Linked DNA regions of Mus musculus: region 1 is linked to region 2. The links are chromatin contacts, called in public promoter capture Hi-C maps. All regions are on one chromosome and are shown on one strand. The core of a region is the stretch at or near the end of the contact, and the rest is flanking DNA. Distances in the headings are between cores, read along the strand shown. Region 1 holds the start of F730035M05Rik (RIKEN cDNA F730035M05 gene). Region 2 holds the start of Dnaaf2 (dynein, axonemal assembly factor 2).

The links. Capture Hi-C pulls out chosen DNA fragments and counts their contacts.
Region 1: a contact with region 2 is called in a promoter capture Hi-C map of liver. The contact joins the promoter of F730035M05Rik here to the promoter of Dnaaf2 in region 2.

Annotation. Positions count from the first base shown.
Region 1 is chr12:70,226,452-70,229,151 of GRCm38.p6, forward strand. It overlaps F730035M05Rik (RIKEN cDNA F730035M05 gene), which reads left to right and starts at 1,390. Exons shown (of 5, transcript NR_045174.1): 1 at 1,390-1,927. It overlaps Pygl (liver glycogen phosphorylase), which reads right to left and starts at 1,232. Exons shown (of 20, transcript NM_133198.2): 1 at 890-1,232. The coding sequence starts at 1,132.
Region 2 is chr12:69,197,005-69,199,704 of GRCm38.p6, forward strand. It overlaps Dnaaf2 (dynein, axonemal assembly factor 2), which reads right to left and starts at 1,425. Exons shown (of 3, transcript NM_027269.4): 1 at 1-1,425. The coding sequence starts at 1,281. 9330151L19Rik (RIKEN cDNA 9330151L19 gene) reads left to right here and starts at 207. Exons shown (of 2, transcript NR_033222.1): 1 at 207-611; 2 at 724-2,700.

The sequences.
Region 1 (2,700 bases), core at 140-2,639, 1.0 Mb after region 2:
ACCAGGGTCTGCTGTTCATCTTTTCCAACTTAACTCCAAAGCCAGTTTTTCCAGCTTTCTCTTCCAAAACATTCACCACACCATCCCCCATAAGGCTGCTGCCGCCTTGCACTCTCCCTGTCCGCTCCTCCCCAACCTTTCACATTAGCTCTGGTTCTCTTCCAAGACTGGTCATGATGGGGTGGTGTTCCTCCACATGTCCACCACCCCAGAGACTCCGCATTCTGGCCCTTGGTAGAAATAGGAGCTGGTTGCCTAAATGTGGTGTCCCCCACATCTCTGGGGCCTCCACAAGGCTTCTGGAAGGGAGAAGGGTGTTTTTACAGGGATAGCTTCAGGTGAGTCTCTTGGCAAGGCCCATCAGGCAGTCAGCACAAAGTTCAGGAACTGCAGTCTCCACTCGGTCTGGGCCCTGGGCCGGGACCTCCCCCATCTTTGTTGCACAGCTAAGCTAGGCAGCCCTGAGGCCTGGGCAGGGTCACTATTAGAGGAACTCTAAACTTCCCTCTCCTTTCCTTAAACACTAAGCTTGACCCTCTAAGGCTAGGCTTTTGTATGTTTTTGTTTTCTGTGCCCCTTCCCGGCCCCCTGGACCTGAGCGGATTGTCAGGGCCCCCGGAACCTGGACGGATCACATAGGAGGCGCAGGATCCCCCTTGGTTAAGTGCTGAGCAAACTCCATAGTTTGCTTAGTTCGCCAGAGAGGGAAGCGTGGGCTCTTGCCACCAGCTGGTCTCCGGATCTCACACCACAGTGGAGCCCTGAGGATGGCACACCGCTGTGGGGGAGGTGGAAGGGATGGCCGAGCCTATGTCCTGCTGCTGGCCTAGACTTCGAGACCAGGACAGGGAGTGGAGGGGAGGGGGGACAAACGCCCTTCGCCTGGTACCTTGGGACACTTGTCGTAGTAGTGCTGCTGTGTACGGATCCAGCGCCCCACCAGGTGGTCGCGCACTGTGTGCGCAAGGGCGAAGTAGTAGTCGCGGGGGGTGGCCACATTGCGGTCCTTGACCAGAGTGAAGTGCAGGTGACGGTTGAAACCCTTTTTCAGCTCGGCCACATTCTCTACGCCCACGATGCCTCGGATGCTGATCTGCCGTCGCTTCTCCTGGTCGGTCAGGGGCTTTGCCATGGTTGCGGGCGGAGGGAGCACAGAACGGTCTCCGGGCTGCAGGACTGGCCTCCTCCCTTCCTTACTTGCTGCTTTTGAGACGCTGGGGAGTTGGGGATCCGCCCCTCTCCGGGTTCCCGCCCACCCGTGGCTCCCAGAGTGACGCCCCCCCAGGGGGGCGTGGGAGCCCCAGGGCGGTGCTGCGGCTGCGGGCACCGCCCCTCGGCCGCTCCCAGAACGTCCAGGTCACGTAGTGCGCAAAGGCTCTGACCGCGTCTCTCGGTGTGGAAGGAGGCCTCGGCTGGCTCGCTTGTTGAGTTCCCAGTAAAGCCATTGCCTCTTCTCAGTGGGTTCCACGGTTGCTTCCCAGGGTGACATTGTAGGGTCAGTGTGATTTAACCCTGATTGCCCCGGTCTTGCTTCCCAGTTTTTAGGCATAGTACTATCCTGGGTTCTAAGGGGGCCTTGGTTGGTTGGTTTATTTATTTTTTTTCTGAGGACGCAGGACTGGGGTTTCTTGACTCCTAGGCCCAGGCTGGACTAACCCACAGTAGTTGGCCACAGTTGGTGTAAAAGTCAAGGGGTCTGTTGAGAAAGCTTTAGTCTCAGTGGGGGACAAGACTTCGTTCGATTTGAGACCCCTTGTTTGCACTGCTCTTTGACCAAATGAGGCATAAGGATAAGAGGGCGTGGGGGAAGGGGAGGGAGGGAGAAGGAGAGAGCACTCCAGGAACCAGTTGTCCCGTGTTCAGGAGACATACTGGTGTGTGATCTTTATACCAGATCCGAATGTGATGGTGTTTAAACTTTGGAAAGGTAAACATGAGGCATTTTAAGATGTCAATTTTTTTTTTCTCAAAATGTATGTACTGTACGCGTGTGTCCTCAAATGTGCACACAGACACGTAGTGGTCCAGGGTTGGTTCTCTCCTCTCGTGATGGTTGCTGGGATCGATCCAGAGCGGTCAAGCTTGGCAGCAGATGCCTTTACCTGCTGAGCCATCTAGAGGGTCCGTGTCAGCCTACCTGCCTGCCTTCTTTCCTTCCTGTCTATCACTCCTTTCCTTCTTTCTTTTCTTTCTTTTTTTCTTTCTAAACAAAGCTAACTATTAGAGGCCAGAGAAGGAGTTTGGTTACTTAATTCATATAAACCAGCTATTACCCTAAAAGTGAAAGTTTTACTGTCACAGATCTAACTGCGGTTTCAGATCCTGGTCCTTCCAGCTTCCAGGGTTTTGGCTCCAGCCTTTGGGGCAGATGAAAACTAAGTGGCTTCATGCAATGGCTTTGAGGACAGCATGGTCCTATGAGACAGGGTAAGGGTTGGATTTGATTGAGCCAGAGATACCCAGAGCTGAGAGTGAGTGCAGAGTTTGGTCAGAATGCTTGACTTAAAGCTAAGAGGCTGTGAGCATCCACTTCTGTATTTGCCAGGTATTGGCATAGCCTCACAAGAGATAGCGATATCAGGGTCCTGTCAGCAAAATCTCATCTATTGGGTGGAACACAGGACCCCTAAAGAAGGAGCTAGAGAAAGTACCCAAGGAGCTAAAGGGGTCTGCAACCCTATAGGAGGATCAACAATATGA
Region 2 (2,700 bases), core at 175-2,674:
CTGCTCCGGTTCGGGAACGAGCTCCCCTTCAGCGTGTGCAGCCCCGGGGTCTGGGGCTCCCACACCGCTCTTCTCCCCGTGGTCAGCTCCGGTTCCATCTGCAGACTCTTCCCGCGCCGCTGCAAAATCGCCCGCGGAAGTGCGGGCTACGTCGTCAGTTCCGGTCTCCTCCGCGGGCTCTTCCGGTGTCGCGGCCGGGGGTTCCTGGCGCGCGTCGGCCAGCGCCACCGGCAGCGTGACCACCAGCTGCCGCCGCGCCTTGTTGTACTGTGCCTTGCCGCGGCCGTCGTCCACCGGGTACGGCAGCGAGAGCCGCAGCCGGTAGTCGGGGTTTCTCGAGTCCAGGCACAGCAGCTTCCCCTTCACCTCCAGCTCCGCCCGCTCGACCGAGCGCAGCAGCGGCAGCTCGATGGTGACCACCAGCTCGTGCGGCACGGTGCTCGGGGCCGCGTCGCGCGAGCAGCGGTAATCCTGGAGGTCTACGTGGTGGCGCTGCACCACGGAGCAGCGCGGCTCCGTGGGCTCTGGGCGCTGCACGGCCTCGGGAGCGGGGGACGCGGGCGAGCGGGCAGTGTTCGCCGCCGCTGCCGCGGGGTAGCGGTATGGATATGGTGGGTCCGGGAAAAGCCCTGGTGGCTCCCCCTCGGGCTGGGCCGGGACGCCCCCGGGTAGGGGCGTGCGGAGCACTGCGGCCTCGGGCATCCCCTTGTACTTGATCTTCAGGGTCTTGGCGTTCCTGCGGTCCAGCCTGACGCCGAACTGCTGCTCCACCGCCTCCAGGGCCGTGGCGTCCAGCATTTCGCGGAAGCGCTCGTGGCTCCGGGCCAGCGCCAGCGCTTCGGGGTGGAAGACCACGTCGTAGACGGTGTAGCGGGCGCCGTTGCGGCCGGCATACTGGCGGCCGGGAGCCAGGCTATAGGGCAGGGACCAGTGGCTGCCAGCTGCCGTGCCGCCGCGCCCCGGGCCGGGCCGGCTGCTAGGTACGCCTACCAGTGAGTTGCTGCACACGTTCACGTAGCAGCGGTGCTCCCCGTCCAGGCTGGTACGCAGCACATGGCCCGGCTCAGGGTGCACGAACCGCACATCCACCCCACGCTCCCGCTCCAGGGCTGTGATCTCCTCCTCGTAGCGCCTCCGGTTCTCGGGGTCCGTGATCTCCGCGGCGTACTCGGAGAACATTCGGCGGAACTCTGGGTCCTGAAAGGCGGAGGTGAACCGCTGCACCTCCTCTCTGCTCAGATCCAAGTCCTCCAGCGCTGAGGAGGCCGCCGCCTTGGCCATGGTGACCCACACGGCCCAATGCCCAGACCCAGTGAAGGATCAGGGTGAATTGAGTGTCTAGGATGCGCTTCAGAGTCTGGCTCATGGAGAACTGACCAGTCCAAGAAGGTAACGGCTGGATTGTCAAGGCCGGGCAGCGCGTGCTTTGTTGCCATAGTAACGCCTGGGAGGAGGGGCAGCGATCTGGTAGAAATGCTAGAAATAGGCTCCACTGTTACTTCAAACCAAGCAGACACTACCTGCTACAGGTTTTAAATTACTGTGTCAGGATACGTGTACTTTGCAGTCTATTGTGGTAACTGTCCTCATCTTCAGCGCTGTGTCTTTATCTTATTAACTGTTTAATTTCACCAACAAGAGAGAAGTTTACTAGCTAATTCACAAACCTAACTTTATCTGACTCTCTTTACTTTGTGGAACCAACGTTAGTAAACCCTTACCATTTTCAGGTATTCCACCTTATAGTTGTCTCCCAGAAACCCTTGGGGGCAAAAGATGACAAAACAAATCCCAGAGATTAATAAGCATCAGAAAGGTGTTCGCTTTTTATAATGTAAATGCAAGCTCTCAAATCACTTAGCAAAATTACAGTTTGTCCTGATCAATTTCCTTGGGTTGAGAATAGAATTTATAACTGCGCTTTTTTTTTAAACTAGATATCCTTAGATTGACTCTGTAGTCTCTTAACAATGCTCCACTAGGAACCAATGCAGCAGATGTAGTAGTTACATAATGGAACTTTACTGTGCCAGACTATAGAAACTTGGTTTTGTTACAGGGCTAGGTGTGGGATCCAGGACTTCCCACCTGTGGCCTGAGCTGTACCACTGAGCCACACACCCAGGTCTAGGGTATGGTTACTTATTGATTGCTGGGCAGTCCCAGACCTGTTTTACAAGTGCAGCATTTAGCAGTTTATACTGGCATTACTGCAATCACAAGACCTTTCCCAGGCTTCTCTCTTATGCCTCCTCCTTTTGTGGGAGGGAATGTCCACAGAACCACACCCAGGGCCTCACACCTGAGACAAGCATTCTTTCCACCAATCTGCAGGCCTTCCTCTGTTACATTTTAAGTAGACTGTCCCAAGATTGGGATGACACCTCATCTCCGTTATGCCATCTCTTTCACATGCTAAATATATGTACTCAACTACCATGGTGACTCTGAGTTCAAGGCCAGCCTGGTCTGCAGAGCAAGTTCCAGAAAAGCCAAGGAATCCAGAGAAACGCTGTCTTGAAAACCCAAAACAAGTAAGTAAATAAAACTCAAATAACCAACTTCTGTTTCACATTCTAAGCTTATAGACTCATCAACTGTCCATCAGATGTCTCCATTTGAGTAATAACTGCTTAAGCCCCAGAGGCCTGAAATGGCGTGACTTCCCTTCCTCTTTCATTTTCAGCATTCCAAATTCTT